Linked DNA regions of Oryza sativa: region 2 is linked to region 1. Evidence: chromatin contacts called from public ChIA-PET data. All regions are on one chromosome and are shown on one strand. The core of a region is the stretch at or near the end of the contact, and the rest is flanking DNA. Distances in the headings are between cores, read along the strand shown.

What was found. ChIA-PET counts read pairs in DNA pulled down with a chosen protein or histone mark.
Region 2: a contact with region 1 is called in an RNA polymerase II ChIA-PET map of leaf, with 7 times the contacts expected there. The contact joins the promoter of LOC9271287 here to the promoter of LOC4325434 in region 1. A contact is called at or near these places in 1 of 15 Hi-C or Micro-C datasets (leaf) and 1 of 4 datasets of contacts at active chromatin or transcription factors (leaf).

Annotation. Positions count from the first base shown.
Region 1 is chr1:16,290,197-16,296,029 of ASM3414082v1, forward strand. LOC4325434 reads right to left here and starts at 1,377. Exons shown (of 1, transcript XM_015779740.3): 1 at 771-1,377. The coding sequence starts at 1,338. The coding sequence ends at 844. It overlaps LOC136354008, which reads right to left and starts at 1,377. Exons shown (of 6, transcript XM_066305537.1): 1 at 954-1,377.
Region 2 is chr1:16,426,674-16,432,448 of ASM3414082v1, forward strand. It overlaps LOC9271287 (piezo-type mechanosensitive ion channel homolog), which reads left to right and starts at 3,142. Exons shown (of 21, transcript XM_066311351.1): 1 at 3,142-3,381; 2 at 4,964-5,044. The coding sequence starts at 3,321.

The sequences.
Region 1 (5,833 bases), core at 127-2,626:
AATAGATAATTTGGATAGGTGGGGTTTGTTTGGTGGATTTGGTTTCTAGTCAGTGCTAGAGTTGAGCAGCACGATTGCTAGATATTTGAACTGGTTAGCCGATGCTAAGGTTGGACAGCATAACGGCTAAATATTTGGCTCATCTAGTTGATGCTATGGTCAACCATCACGACTAGTGAGTTGGGAAAATTTTGTACAGGTTTACGGAATAGTGTTACTCTACAGTTGTGAGTGATAGTAGAGCGGCTAGGGTCACACAGAGCTCGAAAGCTGGTGTGCTGTGGATGTCGAGGGAGTAGTGAGGCTCTGACCACTGTAAGCATTGAGGCGTGGGGTGCGAAGAGCGACACTTCGACATTGGGATTAGGTTATGCCGGGTTTTACAGCCAACGGTTTGACGTCGGGGTTTGAGACCACGCGAACGTCTTCAGAGAAGGCGTAAAATTCCAACAGCGGATTTTTAGTGGCTAAGGGATGGTTTGGGAATGGTTTAGAAATAAAATGAGTATTTAAATAAATCAAAGAAATTTAAACACAAAAGGGGTTTTAAATAGATTAAAGAAATAAAATTTAAAATGGTAAAAAAAAGGTGCATTTAAAAATTAAAGGATAATTAAAATTTAAAAAGGTTTTTAAATAAAACAAGAAATTCAAAATTAAAGGGGATGTAAAGTAAATCAAATAAATTTAAAATAATTTTTAAAGGTTAATTAAAATAATTTAAAATTAGAAAGTAAATAAATAAATAAGGAAAAGGGTTTTTAAATAAAGAATTTTAAATAAAATTTTAAAAATAGGAAATTTGGTATCAAAACGAAGAGTTTGAAATTATATGAATTTAGGTCAAAGTCTCATTGGGATTGGATTTGTGGTTGGAAAGATATGGGTGTCTAAAGATTGAAATTGAATTAAAATCAAATAAAAGAGGAAGGTTACTGTGCAGCGGGGCCTACTTGTCATATGTCTCTTCTTCCTCCCGTTCCTCTCCTTCCTTCTGTTTCTTCTCCCGAGCAACAACAGAGAGGAAAAGGGACAGGGCGCCGGTGCTTCGGTGGTTGAACGGCCTCGACGGCGGCGGCCAAGCGTGTTCCCGCTCGCTGCGCATCCGGGGAGGTCGGTGGAAAGCATAGGGGGAAAAGAGGATGGCTGGAACAGCGGCAACAAGAGCTCAGCTCCGGCCGGCTTTGGTGGTGCCGTTGGTGGCTTGTGGAAGTGGCTAAAGGAGAGGGGAAATAGGAAAAATGGAATCACCGGAGTGAGGCAAAGCCTATGGTAAAAGGGAATAGGAAGGGAAGCAACGGAGGAGGAGATCGGCTGGTGGTAGACAACGCCGGCCATGGCAGGAGAGAGAGGAAGAGCTCGAGGCTATGTTGATGTGGGGAAAAAGAGAGGACCTCGTCGTCATTTTATAGGCTGCGGAGGTCGGTTGCCGATGGCGGTTCACAGAGAAGGGTGAGGAGAACTCCGTGACGGCGGCGTGGAAAAGAAGGAGACGGCGCCGGCTCTGTTCATCCATTGGTCGGCCAGCGCGGCGCGCACACGCGTCGGCGGCAGCGAGGTTGGACGACGGAGGAGATGGATTACGGCACGGCGCCGGCTTGCCGTGGTTGGCAAGGCAGCGGCGACGGCAGCAGAACCGCGGGCGCAATGCCGCGGTCGGCGGCGTCTCATGGCGTGCGGTGGCGGCGCCCACAGAGGAGGTAGAAGGCGGCTTCGGTTGGCCGGCTCGACTGGGCTTCGGCTCGGCTGGGCTGGCAGCGCAAGAAGAGTGGAAAGGAAAAAGGAAAAAGTACACCGAAGGTCCCTCAACTTGTCATGGGGATAAAAAACATCCTCAAACTGTAAAACCAGATATACAGGGTCCCTTAACTATACAAAACCAGTCACCCGAGCTTCTTCGGTGGTTTTGACGCCGGTTTTAATATACGTAACGGCTGAATTAGCGAGGGACCCACGTGAGACCTACATATCAGGTGTCCACGTCACCCTCTCTCTTTCCCCTTTCTTTTTCTCTCTTCTTTTTCCTCTCCTCTTTGCGGGGCTGAGCGGCGGCCGGCTTGCGAGCGCGTGGCGGCCGGTGAGGCGGCTTGCGAGCGGAGGCGCGGAGGAGGAGGCGGGAAAGGAGGGCTCTGCGCCGGCGTCCTGCTCGGCGTCACCGTCATCGTCTACCTCCAGGAGAAGGTCGGCGGGGCGCTGACGCCGTCGTGCTCGCCGCCGTCATGGCCGCCTCCCTCGCCGTCTTCCTCGCCGGCTGGCGCCACTACCGGTACAGGGTCCTCGAGGGCAGCCCACTCACGCCGCTCGTCCACGTCACCTCGCACGGCGGCCGCGCCGCCGGCTGGTTCGGCAAGGACCTGAACAGCAGCAGGCTGGACCTCTTCTACTGGCTTCTCGCCTGCATCGGCATCGCCAACCTCGTCTTCTACGTGGTCGTCGCTAACAGATACTCGTACAAGACCGTCATGGCCGGCGGCAAGGTCGTCGACGACAAGGCCGGCGACATCGAGTGCGCCGCCGCCGCAGCTGCTGCCTACTGATCAATCAAGCAGCTGATCGATTAGCTACCTAGCTATAAAATCATGGTAAGAAAGAAAATGGCATCATCATGTAGGAGTATATATGGTCTGCTTCGTGGTACGTGACAACCAAAAAAAATTGTAATGATTAAGTCGTTCTTCCATGTATATGCTTGATCTGCTTGTGATTGCCATCTGATCGTGTGCGCTACTGCTACTGCTGATGTTGCCAAGTCCAAAACTGTTTGTTAGCGCAAGCGCTGAACTCCGATACGGAACTGAAGAAAACAGAGCAAGAACAGAGTATCGAGGAATTTCAGAACTTAGCGAAATCACGAGCAAATGTGGGGCAATTTTCTGGGGTTTTTCATTCAACTGAATTGTAAACCTTACAAGGGAAAAAATGAACTGACTGCTACTTATACTCTAGAAACAGAAAGAGAAATCCTAGGCCTAAAATCTCGTGCCATCCCACGACTCGGTTCCTCCCGGACTCCATGCAGATGCAAAATGCCACTCCGCACGCCTGACGCAATCGTCGCCACCTTCCGCAGCTTCGCCGCCAACTTCGTGCATGCATAACAAACTCCAGAATAAATTCCAGCAAAAAGGAAATTATACTAGTTTAGCCCCAAGGATAAAATTGTTAATGGAATATAACAAAGAGTCGGCTCAATCGGGAATTATTGGCCCAAGCTAAATAGTAGACTTTGGAATCTTGAATAGATAATTTAGATGAATGAGATTTCAAAGGGGAAATATTTGTTGGAGTATAAAACTGGATTTGGAAATATATGTGGATGGGAATTTCTACAGGAACAGAATTGGTGGTAGATTGGTGAACTCTAAAGGATAGTTATATTGACTCAGGGAGATTGAAAAGGATATTTTATGGACTATGGAAATATTTTGGTGGAGATCAAAAGGAAAGGTATCAACATTTCCTGTACTCTAGAGATATTGGGGTTGAGTTCAAAGGGAGAGTACTAACTGTGAGGAAATTGGAAATTGTCATTTTATGTACTCTAGGGAGGTTAGAAAATGACATTTCATGTATTCTGGAGATAGTTGAGTGATCAAAAGAAAAGTAGTGGTTCTGGGGAAAATAGGATTTGGTATTTCATGGTTTGGGTAGAGATCAAAGGGGAAATATTTGGTGGAAGATAAAACTGGATTTGATGGTAGTGTGGTAAGCTCTAAATGAAAAGGTATTAACTCTAGAGATATTGATATTTCATGTGCTCTAGAGATGGTTGAGCAGAAATTGAAAGAGTATTTGTTGGAGATGTTCGGGAATGGATTCAAAGGAAATATAATCTAGAGCCAAAGTTAGAGATTAAAGAAAATAAATAGAAAGGTTTTGTAAAATTTAAAAGAGAGCGATTAACTTTGCAAATAAAGTCTAAATCCAAGTTAAAAGAAATTAAGAGAAGGCAAGATCACTTCAATAGAAGAATCGAGAAGAGTGCAACTAAAATATTTAGCAAAAATTTTTCCCTGAAAATTTGAGTCTGTTACACCTCCGCAACCTTTGTTGCCTTAACTTAACCAGCTTTGCTACTTCATCAACCTTGACGTCTCCGAGAAACTCAACACCTCGGCATGTTCCACCAGACACAACACCGTGCTAATCTACTACAACAAGTAGTGCTCAAATCCTCAAGCTTTCTACTTAGACATTCTCAATGCTTATCTTCACTCAAGCAATGGTTATTCAACAACAAGAAATTATAGTTATTGACTCTATATTTAGTCGCTTTCCAACCAAGCATAAAGTCGGGGGCTACACAAACACAAGATTAAAATTCGACAAGCATTATGTCAAGATGAAGTAATCAATTAACCAATCAACGAGTTCTATGAAAACAACTTCTGGAGTCATTAGCTTCATCTTCGCTGCTGAACAGGCATTCTATTCCAGCAACTCCAAAATTTTCACCCTTTTGAAGATTTCAGAAATACCTCGAATTAGTCATGTTACAAACAACTACTAGTTCCAGTTATTCCTTTAAAGCATCTAGAAGACAAATTCCTTAGGGAAACCATTCAGGAGTTAACAACCATTGTGAGTAACAAATTGTTGAGGGAGCTAGAGCTATCTCCTGAAATCCTTCGGGTCAGCTCCCCTTCCTCAACTATTCAATGCCTCATAAGGGGAACCAAGGTGGATGTGCTCTCCAATTCCACTATCGGCGCCACACATCATCTCTGATTCCTATGCCTTAGCCATCTTAGGTGACGATCCATAAGCACTGACCAACGAAACCTTCAAAAGCCCCTCAGGACATCTTTTAGAAGATCTACAACTTTTGTTTTGGTCATTTTGCTATATGACTTTGTTTCAATAATTTGAATTTGAATTTAAAATTATGACAACTTCAAACAACATTTTCAAATACTAAATAATTTCAACTGAAAAATTCATCAACAACAAAGTTGTATAACTCATCAATATCTATAACTTTTATTTTGGTAATTTGTTCATCCGACAAAGTGATTTGTAACAGTGTTCATAAAATATACATATCTCTTAGATAGTTTATAAACTATAAGAAAGATATGTAAATTTTTTGAACAATGTTACTATTACTTTATCGGATGAAGAAATGACCAAAATAAAAGTTATAGATATTGATGAGTTATACAACTTTTATGTTGATGACTTTTTCAGTTGAAATCATTTAGTATTTGAAAATATTCTTTGAAGTTGTCATAATTTGAAATTCAAATTCAAATTATTGAAATAGAGTCATATAGCAAAATGACCAAAACAAAAGTTGTTGATATTGATGATTTATACAACTTTGTTGTTTATAACTTTTTCAGTTGAAATTATTTAGTATTTGAAAATGTTGTTTGAAGTTGTCATAATTTGAAATTCAAATATTATATAGGTCAATCAAACTCAGATGGAGAAATAACCAAAATAAAATTGATAGATCTTAATATGTTATACAACTTTATTTTTGGCAACTTTTTCACATAAGTTCATTTAATATGATTTTTTGTGTGTTACTTCACAATGGTACAATAAATAAAAAGAAAAAAAATGTTAAACAGAGATGGAATGAAAGAAGGCCTGTTATGGGCCAGCCCTTTTGCTCCTCCCACACCAAGAAGTCCATTTTGCCTCCCTTCTCTCAATTAATTTCAAAATATGAAAACTTCGGATCGAATTTTATCATAATAAATGACCTTATATGAAAAGTAGTAAAAACAAAGTTGTATAACTTATTTAGATCTACCTATTTTATTTTGATTATTTCTCCATCTGAGTTTGATTGATCTATATAAAATTTGAATAACAAATTATAACA
Region 2 (5,775 bases), core at 1,892-4,391, 140 kb after region 1:
CGACAAATGGCGACCGGCGACGAGGACTAACGGCGGCGCGGCTTGGCTCGACGACGGCGGCGGCGTTCCGGCGGCTTACGACGACGGCGAAGGGGCGGACGGGGTGCTCCTCCACCGTGCGAACCCGGTGGCGGTGACGGACGGCGACGGCGCGGAGCGGCTGGAGCGGCGTCGGCGGCGGCGGCGCTAGGGCTACGCGGCGGCGGCGCTACGGGCGACGGCGAGGCTCGGGACTTGAGGGGAAACGTAGAGGACGACTAGGGGATGCTTTATAAAGGCTTGGATTAGAGAGATCGGACTCCAGCCGAGAGGAAACGAGCCGGGAAAAACTAGGGTTAGTTTGAAGAGATAAGCTCAAAATGAATTCGATTAGGTTTATCCGGGCAAAATTGATCCCCGAAACCTTAGGGGAAAGGGAGAGGATAAGGAGGAGAGGATTTTCGCTCAAGCAATCGGACTCGGGGGCGACTGGTTGAGGCGGAATCGGAGGAGAGGCGGCGGTGCTCGGGCTTGGCTCGGCCCGGCCGGAGGTAGGGGATGACCCCGACATGTGGGCCCCACATGTTGGCGGCTAGAGGAGGGGAGGGGCGGCTCGGCTTGGATTGGGCCGGCGTGGGCCGCACGGCCATGCGCGAGGGAGAGGGATGTTGGGCCGGAAAGGGCCCAACGGCCTAGGGGGGAATTTTAAAACTTTTCCAATTAAAATAATTCGTGAAATGATGTTTCATTTATTAAAAATACTTCCTTTGCTCAAATAATTCCCAGAAAAATCTAGAAAATAGATAAACAAGCAAAGTATTTAATGAAATTTTATCTATCTCAATTTTATGTTGAAATTTTTCCTGGATTGTTAGAGTTTAACTTGTAGTCTTTTAAAAATAATTTCTAAAAATGATTTAAAGAATGAATTATTAAATTAGGCGATTTTCAGGGCGTGACAATTAGTGCTTCCGTCGTTACGATACTCTAATGTTGTTTATGTAAATCGTCGAGTTATCATATATGCTTCATAATCTTTATTAGTTTCACAATCTAACTTGCAATCGGCTTGTATCTATCGCTAGAGAGTAGCCGATAGAGTTAGATCTTGTTTTTAATCTAGATTATATAGCATATCTAACATCTCTTAGAGGTTTTCATCATCTTGTCTAGATCTTATATTTATTCTTATGCTTAATGCTGCATCTGTCTAGCCTGTTTTATGATTACCAATAGAGATAGCATCGGGGTTTCAGCCGATCTTACCTGATTTAGCTATTTTATACCCTATATGTTCGCTTGACATGCTAAATCCGCCCTTTATATTAAGATCTTATTGCATTAAGGTATATCAAGTCCTTCTGTTTGATATATTTCGTCTGTTCTAACATCTTAATATAGAGTGGTATCGGAGTATTAGCTATTTGATCGGCTATGCTATAAACGTATGTATAATCGTTATCTTAAAGTATCTTTAAACATAAGTGATTTATACTGTCTCGACTTGCTCTTCGATCTATCCAATCACTTAGTTTAAACATATTTCGAGAGAAGGATTATATATCGTTGATATCTATAGCCGATTGAGTAGATTTAGCTTTATATTGCTTTATTCTTCATTGCCGATCTAATGCCAATAACATCGGCTTAATGATTGACGATGTCATCGGCTCCTAGCCGATCGGCTATCGTTTATGGATTTAACCACGGTTTTCTTGTCTTTCTTTCTTGTTGATTGCAGGATCAAATCAACTGGCACGCCTTTGAACCCAAGAACAAGATTTAGGACCTGCACTGGAGTTAAGCAGATCTCTCAGGCCAGTGTGTACTTTTCGCATCAACAGGAATTTAAATTTTTGTCATACTGTATCATCAATTAAGTTTTTATCCTTCTTTACGACTTTATATAGGGTCCCCGAATTTAACGGGACGACCCTGCCCCCTTTTACATTTACATTAGTGACTTAGCTTTCACTGGAAAGGGGGCGGCGCTAATGTTTTTGGCACCGTCATATTGGACCAAGGCGTCAATGATTAGGGATGGCAGTGGGTCGAGTGAATCCATGCCCGACCTGAGACCCACGTGCCCGTGCCTAACCCACGCCTGCGAAGCCTATCGGGTAAAACCCAATGCCCATGCCCATGCCCGTCGGGCACGGGCATGCCCAACGGGTACCCACTGTGCCCGTGCGCCGCCCATGGACTGCCTCTGCGCTGGGAGCTCCGTATACGGGTGGCAGCAGCACGGGCGGTGTCCGCGAGGCTGGCTCAGGTCATGGCGTCGCCGTCGCCATCATGAGCTGCCACTGCCGTCACCTGCCCTCACCAACCCACGCCGGCCCGCGTCGCCGCCATCGACTGCCTGCGTAGCCGCCGTCGCCTGCTTGAGCCGGCCCGCGTCGCCGCCTGCCGCCGCTCGCGCCGCCTGCTCGCGCTGCCGCCTGCCTGCTCTATCGCCGTCGCCTGCTCGCGCCAGCTCACGCCGCCGCCTGCTGCCGCCAGCCCACGCTGCCGCCGCCATCGCCTGCTCGCGCTGGCCCGCGTCGCCGCCTGCCGCCGCCGTCACCCGCCCGCGCTGCCGTCGCCATCGCCTGCTCGCGCCGGCACGCGTCCGCCGTCACCTGCCCGCGCCGCCGTGATTGAGGTAAGAGAGGAGAGTGGGGAATTAGAGTAAGGTTTCAGTTGAGTATATATATGCCCTTGGTTGATGGGCCAAATGGGCCAAAAGAAAGAGGGATCGGAATTAAGAGGTGGGCCAAAATTAGCTAAAACATAGGTATCGGGTCGGGTATGGGTTATCTACGGGGAAAAAGTATTACTCAATTATTGCCCGCTACATTCTCGGGTCTCGGGCGGGTGTGCCCACGGACAAAATATTACATCCATGCCCATGCCCATTGGACCCGTGGGCAAAACTGCCATCCCTACCCATGATGGTGACGCCGCGGAAATGACCATTTCTCGCTAATAAGTATTTTAGGGGTTCATTTGTAGAATAAATTTTTTAAAAGGACCAAAAGGTGAAAAATCAAGCCTAACCATGGTGGCATCATAACGTCAGATTTGTCGCGAACAGACGTCGGAACCGAAAGGCAGACAGAGACGACGCTCGTGTGTGAGAGGCCATCCAAATAAAAAAGAAAAAGTACAGCGGCAAGAGAAGAGCCCAACCAGTGAGATCTCCTCGCTGCCCTGCCCTAATCCCCCAAATCCTCTTCCACCCGGCGGAAGGCGAGCGACCCGATTCCGATTCGATTCGGCTCGCACCGCAGATGGCGGTAAAGTCGGGCTAGCGGGAGCGAAGCGTGGGGAGGAGGAGCCGCCGCCGTCACCTTCTCGCGATGGCGTGGCGGACGGGCGGCTGCGCCGGCCGCTGCCTTCTGCCGCTGGTGCTCCTGGCAGGTACGCTTCGTCCGTCCATCCCATCCGATGCGAATCTTCTGTATAGCTGATTGCGTGCGTCGCGGTCCTTCTAGCTGCCAAATTCATGGGTGTTCCCTCTTTATGTTGCGCTCGGGGCTAAGCTAGGGTTTAGGTTCTGCCATAAAAATAGGTTCCTGCTGTTAGGATTCTGCACCAAGGTGGTGGTAGCTTGATTACAGCTAACTAGAATTCTGTTAAGAGAGTAAGTTCATTGAACCGTTGATTTGCTTATAAGACGAGCTGCTTAGAGATTTCTGATGTTATTGCTGCTATTTGCTTATAAGATTTGGATGTTGTGGATAGTGGATAATTTCCTTTGTGATATATTTTATCTAAAATGGTATGTAGTGCTGCTACCAATGTACCTGCTGAATGCACAGCTTTCTATCCTTATTCCCTTTTCATTTCTCTCACACAAAATTACATGCTAATGATTATTGACCCAAATTTAGTCTGCAAAATACGAATATTAATGTGCAGTTTACATGATTGAGTTTATTGACTATACTGTATAATTGTATATTTTATCAGTAATGAACCAATGTTTTATGTACTTATGTCATTAGCTGTATGCCTATTTGGAAATCTGAATGTAAGGTGGGTGGGCAAAACATTGTTGAGGTAATAGATAGCGGGGCAAAACATTACTATTGTTGAGGTTGGCCATCACCTGAACTTCTCATTTCATACATAGCGCATTTAGTCTTTTATGATCTGTCATGGCTGGTCCTGGCCTCACTGAGTGGATGCAAGGAGGGTTGTTTATGTTTGGACAGGCTGTGCTGACAAGTTGTTTGGACTTTGGACGAATGTATTAGTAAGAGTGGGGGAGGGGGTTGTCCTAATCTGTTTTGATGGTTCAATCTGTTTTCAGCTGAATCTTCAAATCACATTGGAGTGAAATTGTATGGCTAAGTCCTAGAATCCTTATGTTTAATTGGATATTATTATTAGTAAAACATTTAAATAATTATACTCCAGTTGTTAATTTAGTCAATAACTAATTCAGTGATATACAACCGATTGATTCCTTTGCATGATTAAGCCTTCTGCTAAAACAGACACGTTCCATTCTATGGTCAATTCATTCCAAAATTTTTACAATTGCCTTATTATCTTGATTCCTGTAACTAACTAGATGCTACTCCTCAGGTCACAAAAACATGTCACTTTGGATATCAACACCATCTCCAAAAATGCAATTTTCTCACTAATTTCTATTGTAATATATTTGTAGAACCTGATAAAATATTGTGCTATGAAAGTACTTTACGGGAAAATTCTCACATGATTTTCATTATTCAACCTAATTATCTAAAAGAATACGTTCTTTTTTTGCTTAAAACTATGAAAGTTTGACTTAATGTATGTCCAAAACATGTTTTCATTTCTGGAGGGACTATAACTCAACACAATAAAGCACAAGTGAAGAGAAATTGCATGCTGGCCATTAGGGCGATTGAACCTGTGCTCAAATCTCTAAAATTTGAGTAGTTTGCTAACACATTTCTCTTGACTCCTTTCTTGATCTAATCCAACATTGTGGTCCACTGTTTTGCAGCTTCCTTACTTGATTGGAGCTTAATTTCTCTGGTCAATATGATATTTTTCTTTGCAATTCGGTTTGTAGCTCCAAGGAGAGGTATGATTATGCTCTTTTTATGGATGCATTTTGAAGTAGCTTCAATGAAAATTTTCTATTAACTCTGTCCTATAAGGCCCAACTTAATTTGAATAGCCCTTCCATATCTTTTTTTTTTTTTGAGAACTGCCCTTTGAGATCTCACGTATGATCCCTCTCTTGTTGAGCATCTCTGTTTCCGTCTACACACACACACACGCACCCCTTTTCCTCTTCGTGGCCAGTTCAGCATTACAGCAGCACAAATAACAAGTGACAACCTCAACTACACCAATTAAATCTGAAATCAGATTGATTGCTAAGCTGAGACCTGCTGCATATCGTGCTTTCTGTCCAAGTACAATAACCCCCATCAAACAAGCTATTCAAGGACACTACTTGAACCTTATGCACTTGATATGTAAAGCAAAGTTATAAATCATGGTAGCATTTGTATTATCCTAAGTTTGGAGTATTCCTCACCGCGTTTATGTCACATGATACGAATTTTGCATTTCTATTGGAGGTCTGATGCCTGATGCAACTTAGCTTGTGCAGTAGAAAACACATGATGTCGGACCATTTTTATTGTCATTTGTTCATAAGGAATTAAAGACGCGTATATATTAAATGAAATGCTATTGGTATGAAATTTTTTAAAAACCTTAAAGAAGTTCACTATTAATTATTGTTAATGACTTTTGCCTTGAGTTACAAAATGATTCCTGTTGCAACCATTACATGAGAAATTG